Regions from separate parts of the Zea mays genome. Here all the other regions are linked to region 1. A link is a contact called in public Hi-C data. All regions are on one chromosome and are shown on one strand. The core of a region is the stretch at or near the end of the contact, and the rest is flanking DNA. Distances in the headings are between cores, read along the strand shown. Region 1 holds the start of LOC103627215 (ribonuclease TUDOR 1). Region 2 holds the start of LOC100217023 (putative BOI-related E3 ubiquitin-protein ligase 2). Region 3 holds the start of LOC100303813 (putative magnesium transporter NIPA8).

Region 1 (2,776 bases), core at 80-2,579:
AATTCTATTGGTTTGTTTGCAATTTGGAAAATCACAATATTCCCAAATCTGCTCATACTTCTTCCCATTCACTTTAAGCCTTTAACTATCACCTTTTTCTTAGTAAACTAATTTTAAATACCAGATGCGACCCTTTAAACCTCATTCCAGTAAGGGTAACTTTCTTTTGCTCTTCATCTCTATTCATCCATCAATAACAACCACCGTATGTGCAGTTTCACCATTTTTCCTTTTAGTAGTTCCGTTGGTGTCTACAATTGTCATAGAAGAACCTTCTCTGATGTTGCTGCTGCACTTGCACTAACACTCACTGCAAATTTGATTTTCAGGTCTCTTATTCTTAGGTCTTGCCGAGACGAAGAGTAAATTTTCAATCATTTTCTTTTATAAAGACTAGCACAATATAAATTGGAGCATTAAGAGCATCTCCAATAGTTATGTAAATTTAGCATCCTGAAATATAGATTTAAGAAGTTGCTAAATCAGTTTAAGTAGTAGTAAAATGTGTGTGCTCCAACAGTTCTCTATTTATTGGTTGCTAATTTTTAAAATTATCCACGTCAACAAAAAAAAGTGAGTATGCTTTCTATTTTTAATTGAGCTAGTACATCAACAACCTTCGATAATGTCTTGAAAGTTCGAAGTTGTCGATGGAAGACCAGAAGGTCGCCGCGGCAACGGCATGAAGACAACACATGACACTAGAGATAGATTTGTGCTAAACGGAATGGTGGGACGACGCAAAACAGTGGCCGAAATATGGTTTTCGCGACAGATTTAGAAATTTAGATCAAGCAATAATCTAAAATAAATGCCTAATAATATGTTTATGAATTATTATAATCTAGATATATGTGATGTTTATGTCTATTACCTTATTTGTGTTGGCCTAAGTATGAATTGCGGCATATAGGTTTGGGTTCAGAGTTAATACAACATATCCCGTATTTTCAGAATACATAAAAATGAACGGATAGAGGCTAAACGTTTTAAAATGATTCACATTTGTCATCCTATTTTTTGGTCCATATTTTAAATTTGTCTGAAAATAAAAGCTTAAGGGCCACTATTTTCTCATGAGATTCTCAATTTCCCAAAAAAATGAATTAATTTCTTTTTAAAAACAGAAATTTTTCGAAAAAATGGAGTTGTTACTGGCACTAAATAGATAATGTAGAAAACAATACGAACGGGACGGGAATTATCGCCATCACTCTGATCCATGTGGCGTCTACTCACTTTTCTTACACCGAAACAAACTATACGCTTGGATCTCGCGTCTCGCCCGACAAACTATACGCCCAACTGCCAAAGCGAGCGAGCGGCCCTCGTCGAGTCCATGCATCTATGACGCGGGCGCTGGGCGCACGCGGACGGGACCGCAGGCGAAAGCCAAAACCGGCCTGCTTCCTCACACCTCACACCTCACACCTCGCCTGGGCGACTGGCGTCGCGCCCTCTATAAACCACCACTCTTCTCCCCCACAGCACTCTCTCCCTCCCATCCCCTCCCTCGTCGTCTCGCCACTCGCAACACCCCAAAAACCTCACGGGCTCTCGACCCCTCGCGCTCGCCTCGTCGCCACGCCGGCGTGAGGGGCGCCCACCCCCGTGCCTATATAACGCTGCCGGAGCGGAGGTACTCGTCCCTCTTATCCCGTCGCCCAGATCTAATTCTGTTTAACGCCTTCGTCTCCGCGGCGTCAGGGCGATCCCGCCGAGGTCAGGTTAGCTCCTGCCCCTTGATCCGATGCGCACGTTTGGGTTCGTGGCGGCTTGGGTGCGTTAGCTCGCAGATCTGGGCGTTTAGGACCGCTCCTCACCCCGATCTATGCGCTGTGGCTGTGGCCCGCGGTTGATTCGACGCTGTGCAGCCTGCTCCCATCGGTGTCCGCTCGCCGAGGCTGGAATTCTCCGAGATCGCACGTGTTTATGTTGTGCCAGTGTCAGATCTGCTCATGCGTGGACGGTCGCAGCTCTGCATGTCTGTTCCTGTTGCTCGGCGCAGAGGGTAGATTTAGCGCTTTTGGATTTGGATTTACGCCATCTCTGCGCATTGCTGAGCTGCTCTGCCCGCGCTTTTGCGCTGTCGTAGAAAGGTGTCTGGGTTGGGTTTGCGTGACCTCTGGCGTGTGTGGCTGGACTTTTGCGCGTATTGGGGGCTAGCTGTGGGCCAAATCTTCCGTGTACAAATTTTTCCATGTTTCCCTTTAGAGAAACCTGCTCGTGCTGAGTAATTCCTGTGTAAAGATAAAAGCATGATGTCATGGACTGAGATAAAAGCACGATGTCATGGACTGGCACCTGTGCGCTTGCGCTTTACATTCTTGCCGCGAGCTTACTGATGATATTTCAGTTCCCCTTTCCATAAGTGAAACAGCTCCTGCCGTGTTGGTTTTAATTGTTTGACAAGTGGACTGACTGGTGTCGTCTGATCATAAAATATGATTAGCGGAATACTTTATATTCAAAGGGAAATATTTCATGTGAAAACTGAGATTGTTCCACTTAAATCTCATATATTTTCTGTTTTCGCTATCTTAGCTACTTATGAAAGGTAAAAATCGCAAATATAGGAAAAATGTGAGTTGCCAAATATGATAGGAAACAAAACTTAGGTTAGGTCACACCATCTAATAATAAATGACCATCTTTCCTTTTGATTGCAGGGTATAAGCTGGTATCATGGCGTCCAGCGCAGTAGCACCAAGATGGTTAAGGGGTAAGGTGAAGGCTGTGACATCTGGGGATTGTCTTGTAATTATGGGGTGCACAA
Region 2 (2,776 bases), core at 187-2,686, 190 kb before region 1:
GTATACTACTATGCTTAAACGGAGAGCACGTATGTACGTACGTGTACGTGCTGATGAGCTGCCGGAGTAATCGTGGACTCTAATCCCTGTACGTACACACACGGATCGATGTAACTGACGGACGTACAGTACAGATCAGACAGCGCCGGTCAAATCCTTGTGCCTACTTTTGTTCAGCAAAAGTACGTACATCTTATATATATTTCCTAGTCGTCTGAAACAGGGAGTACGACATGAGGTTGCCTTGAATTCTTGGTCCATCGTCGTCTGAAATGGAGAAACTTTGCTACCATGAATTCTTGGTAGTCAAAACTGAGAACGTCACTGATCTGGACGCCAATCACTGCAAGCTATAGGTGCTCTGTGCGGCAGCGCGAACGGTATGTGACCTGTAGCACGAGCTGGTCTTCTCTATGTCAAGCTGGACGATCCACGTCTGATGGTCGGACGGTCCGTATGTGTGCAGAGGCAGTGGCGTTCATCAACAGCACCTAGATCTGACCCTCAAGAGAGACCTGTCAGAGAGGAGAAATCCTAGTGTTTATCTTGGGATCAGTATGCCACCTAAGACGCCTCCAGACGACATATAGTCGAAGAGAGGTGAAGATTGAGGTGAATTATTTATGTGCCTAGATTTATTGTCATCTACTTAAATATGCACATAAAAGTAAAAAGGTTAAAGCAAATTGTATATTAGGACAGAGGTCAGAGGGAGTATTTTTTTTGTTATACTAACACATCCTTAATTTTAGTCCTGTGCCCGCCACTGGTTGTACCAAGCATGGTGATCTAGCACAAGTTTACAAACGGAAGCATTATCCGACCATAATAATCCTTTATATAATTCGGATCATAATAATTCAACTGCCTTGTGATCCAAACGGTCCCGGACATTTGAAACGACGATTGCGTCGTGTTGGGTTGGGTTTAGGCGGCCTTTTACTAGCTTGCGCCACCGCCCACCGCTCGGAATGAATACAAGTGAGCCGTGTATAGACACACTTTCACTTGTCCTCAAAGCAAAGAACAGGGAGCATAAAAGGGCACAGCCAAAGGGGAGGCATCCCTAGCTCATGCCCCCACGTCCTTTCACCATTGCTGCGTCACAAAGCTAAGGCCCGGCGGGTATGGATGGTAAGCGATTCAAAATTATTAAAGCGCGGACAGAGAAAGTGGACAGAAACGAAAAGGCAGGGTATCAGATCAGCGCATGAGAGCATCGCGCTGCCGTGGTGTGATATCCAGCATCTGACGTAGCCTAGCTAGGGGTGTTTTGTTCATGGTCCCGCCGCACGCCGGGTCGGCGACGTGTCTTCCTCATCAGCTGACCGCTAAACTCCATGTCTCCATCGCCCTGAGTGCCATATATAGCCTAGCTCGTGCCCCCCTCGGCTTGTCGTCCCACTGCACTCCCACCGCCCAAGCTTTACTACGTGATCGATCCGATCCGCCGCGGCGCGTAGGAAACCATCCTCCCCCCGCGCCTCGTGCCATGGCCGTGCACGCGCAGTACCACGCCCACGCCTTCCCACATGACCTCCGCGCCATCCCCAGGTTCGTCTCGTCGTCCTGACTCCTGAATCCGCTCCTCCTATTAATCTTCTCCTTCTATCTATATTAATCCGTCCGCCATCGCCGAAACCACCGCAACGTCGCCGCTGCGCCCATCGTCACCCGCGTGCTCGCCTTGTTCCGCAGCTGCCCAGCGCTGGACAACGCCACGAGCGCGTCGGCGTTCCTCGTCGCCGACGCCGACCCCGCACCCGCGGCTGGCGGCAACACGGCGCTCAGCGGCCTCACCCGCAACGGCAACAGCCACGGCAGAGGTTGCCTCGGCGGCGCAAGGAAGCGCGCTCGTGTGACTATGGACCTGCAACTGCAAGGCCAGCGCGCTCTGCTGCCCCCGGTGCCGCAGGCGTTGGCGTCCGCGGGGGGCGTGCAGAGCAGGGCGCTCTGCTCTGGCTCCGCGTCCACCAGCCAGCGACCGGCTAGCGCCGCGCCAGTGTCGCAGGGCCTCCTCCCGCACATCTACCGCCACAGCGTCGAGATCGACCTGCTTCTCCGCGTCGAGGTCGGATCCTTGACCCTTTTTTTTTGTCGGGGGAACGCTTGTCGATGCTCCTTGTTCGGAGGTCTAACAATTGATTGGTCTGTGCGGCGCAGACTGAGCGGCTGCAGGCAGGGCTCCAGGACGCGCGGCGCCGGCACGCCCGCGCCGTGCTGTCCGCGGTGGGACGCGGCGCGGCGCGGCGCCTGAGGGCGGCGGAGGCCGGGCTGGAGCGCGCGCTGGCGCGCAACGCGGAGCTCGACGACAGGCTCCGGCAGACGGTGGCCGAGGGGCAGGCGTGGCAGGGCGTCGCCGCGGGGCTACGCGCCACGCTCGACAGCCTCACGCAGGCGCAGGCGCCATGCGCTGGCGAGGGCGACGTCGAGGACGCGCAGTCGTGCTGCTTCGACCTGGTGGAGCAGGAACAGGGAGCCGACGAGGCGTCCGGCGGGCGGACGAGGGCGTGCAGGTCGTGCGGCGACGCGGAGGCGTGCGTGCTGCTGCTGCCGTGCCGGCACCTGTGCCTGTGCCGCGGGTGCGAGGCGGCGGCTGGCGAGGCGTGCCCCGTGTGCGCGGCCACCAAGAACGGCTCGCTCCACGTCCTCCTCTCCTGATTCATTCATCCATGGCCCGTGCCACCGCGTTCGCTTCGAATTGAAGGAGGCATCACGAAACGAGAACCAAGTGGAAGAGGTGGTGGAGGACATCCATGGGCCCGATAGAAATGAC
Region 3 (2,776 bases), core at 126-2,625, 150 kb after region 1:
TTGTGCCTAGTGCAAGTGCAAGATCTCTTCAACATGTGATTGGGTGCCTGTTTCTTCTTATCTACTGGCTAGTTTCTCATAGCCATAAAACGGTTGTTCCTTCTTTTTTTTTGCGCATAAAAACAGCTACAATCACATTGATTTCAAAGGATGTTAAGCATTAATGTAGACAATGTTCAAATACCACAGCAAAGGTTAGCTACAAAGCTACCGAAATTGGGCTGGGGAATCAAGCTATATTTGATCTACTGTCCTACAGTTTGTCATCAAATGCACAATTTATTGTTAACAGTACCTTCAGGTGCACTAGAAATAGCTAACTAGCCAATGAAGATCCTAATCAGTTAATGCAACATTTCCTCATAAAGGCTATAAAACATAGATGAAATGGCTAGGTCATCTGGTTACAAAAAAAAGGATGTTACTAGGGTTCAGTTTTTTTGCTTTCTTTTTTAAAAGAAAATGGATTTAGACTAAAGGTGTTTTCTCCTCAGCTGACCAAATGGGTCAAACTAGGGCACCCACATGTATGTTCTCCTTGATCTTTTCACTGGAACACATATATGAAGTATATTACAAGTAAGAACAAGGAGCACAATTCAAAAACATATAATATCCACCTGATCATGGCCCAACTTCAGAAGGTTAGTACCAAAGTTTATGGCAACACTTCCCACGATGTTTATCAACGCCCCTATAATCCAATCGCCCATGAGTCAAGTGCAAAGTTATCTCCTACAAATATATGATATGCTCCTTCCACAAGCCCCTTGTACAACAGCTCCTTGCTCTTGTTTTTGACATATGGACTTCAATTCATCGAGAACTTTGTCTCTTTCCCATTTTCTCTCTTTTTTTTTTTTTGAGTAGGTGTATTCACCCCAGCAGTCTGTTACAAACCTGAAACCTCTGCAAGAACCACTGTGGAGCTCAGCCTGCAAAACAAGACACAAATGTCATCGTCAGACACACACAATCGAGATGTTGTTCCAATGGTCATTTGAAGATAGGGTCATTCCAGGAGGCATTCAAAGAGGCAAAGAGCATGTGTAGCACCAGGGGGCGGACCCCAGATAATTTTTGCAAAACAATCGAAGCTCGTAGGCATGCATATAAAGTTTGTAATCAGATCAGATCCGAATACAGATAGCAAGTTAGGGTTTGGGTGCTCGGTTTCGCACAGCAGGAAAGGAAGGCCAAAGGGTGGGCGTACCTGGTGGTGCACGTCGCCGGCGAAGGGACCGGAGAAGACCTGACCACCTGGCGTGGGGCGGCAGCGACCTCGGCCGAAAAAGACCCGCGTACCTGGCGCTGGTGAGCGTAAACGTCGCCAAGAGAGAAGGGAGGGAGGGAGGGAAGAAGAGAGGAGATCTCGGGAGGGGAGGGAGCTAGGGAGATAGAGCGCGCACGCTGAAAGGAAATGGAACAAGGAAAAGTAACAAGAGGACAAGAGGTGGTGGGCAGGCAAAGATTCGCGTGCGCCGTCGGATCTCGATCTCGCGGCCCGGGAGGATGGGGCCAGGAAAGGGAACAGCCAGAGACAGACAGGGCAGCTTGCAGCGGCCAGCGGGTCTCACGCCTCGGTTTTCAAACAGCTACGTCGCAACAGCTTGTTGCGTGGCCATGTGGATTAATTCGGTGCTCAAAAGGTTTCATTTATTTTAATGGATTTTTAAAATCGAAGTGTCCTGCGAGTGGAACAAGGGTCGGTCTCAGCATCGGTTGGGGGTTGGACTTTCGTTTCACCGTCGTCGGAGCATCTTTTGCTTCATTTGCAAAATTCTGATGCCAGCTTTGAGGAACAATTAAGCTAAGCCACCGGCTTTGAGGGAAGGAGGTTCGTTCAGCTTTCTACGTTGTCGTTGCACTTTCAACTGTGGTTCCAACCGTGGCGGAGCTGGTCTAGTCTATAATTAAAGCCCGGACACCGTTATAAATTTCTAAAGTTCACATAAACTCGAACTAATTATAGACTAATAATTTTAAGAAAATGTAATAGTAATCTTCAAGCATATAATCGTTAAGTGCTAACAAATTTAAAAAGTAGCACCGTGAATAACTCGAGATGGTAGAGAACGAGGCACATAAGTTTGGCTGCCAGAGGAAAAACATTTTAAACATGAAGAGTACCAAGAAAATTTGAATCCTAGAGATGAAGTGCGAAATCAAGTGGACCTCAGAATTTGGGGACTTGAAAAGGTTGGAGAATTGAAATGGTTAGAACGCATATCATGTGTTGCATCATATTGAACTAGTCAGCAGAAGAACGAAGGAAAGATCTGCCTCGAAAGGACCTGCTTCCGGATAGTCTCGGGGCATGATCCTAGAGTCGGATGAAACGGAGAAGGGAGGTCAGACGGATCGATAGGAAGTCAATCGAGTAGATTCCGCGTCTGGTCTAGGACTGACCCGTCGTAAGTGACTAACCACATTAATTGTGTCTGGCACAGGGGTGAGCAAAATACCCAATACCAGAATCCTAAACCTGTCATAAGCGACTGGCCACATTAAATGTGCCTGGCACTAGGGGTGGGCAAAATACCGATATTGGAATCATGAACCCGAATCCGAATTACCCGAACTCGAAATACCCAATCACAATTTTGGGTAGCAATAATAAAAACTCAAATTTATTGTGGGTAGTTCGAGTAATGTTACTCGGTACCCGAACTACCCGAAATGCAAAGACACAAAGTGGTTTTTTATGCAATATAAATCTATTATTTGGAACAAATTAATATATATTTAGGCTAACTTAGTAATTGATTTATTGTTA

The links. Hi-C and Micro-C count contacts between places; a contact is called where the count stands out from the background.
Region 2: a Hi-C map of endosperm shows a contact between it and region 1, with 2.9 times the contacts expected there. The contact joins the promoter of LOC100217023 here to the promoter of LOC103627215 in region 1. A contact is called at or near these places in 8 of 25 Hi-C or Micro-C datasets (bundle sheath, ear, endosperm and 3 more).
Region 3: a contact with region 1 is called in a Hi-C map of endosperm, with 1.7 times the contacts expected there. The contact joins the promoter of LOC100303813 here to the promoter of LOC103627215 in region 1. A contact is called at or near these places in 2 of 25 Hi-C or Micro-C datasets (endosperm and leaf).

What each region holds. Positions count from the first base shown.
Region 1 is chr5:170,331,578-170,334,353 of Zm-B73-REFERENCE-NAM-5.0, reverse strand. LOC103627215 (ribonuclease TUDOR 1) reads left to right here and starts at 1,329. Exons shown (of 17, transcript XR_002748364.2): 1 at 1,329-1,639; 2 at 2,670-2,776.
Region 2 is chr5:170,519,168-170,521,943 of Zm-B73-REFERENCE-NAM-5.0, reverse strand. It overlaps LOC100217023 (putative BOI-related E3 ubiquitin-protein ligase 2), which reads left to right and starts at 1,436. Exons shown (of 3, transcript NM_001143397.1): 1 at 1,436-1,554; 2 at 1,699-2,071; 3 at 2,164-2,776. The coding sequence starts at 1,493. The coding sequence ends at 2,661.
Region 3 is chr5:170,183,164-170,185,939 of Zm-B73-REFERENCE-NAM-5.0, reverse strand. It overlaps LOC100303813 (putative magnesium transporter NIPA8), which reads right to left and starts at 1,375. Exons shown (of 14, transcript NM_001165443.1): 1 at 1,214-1,375; 2 at 621-935. The coding sequence starts at 713.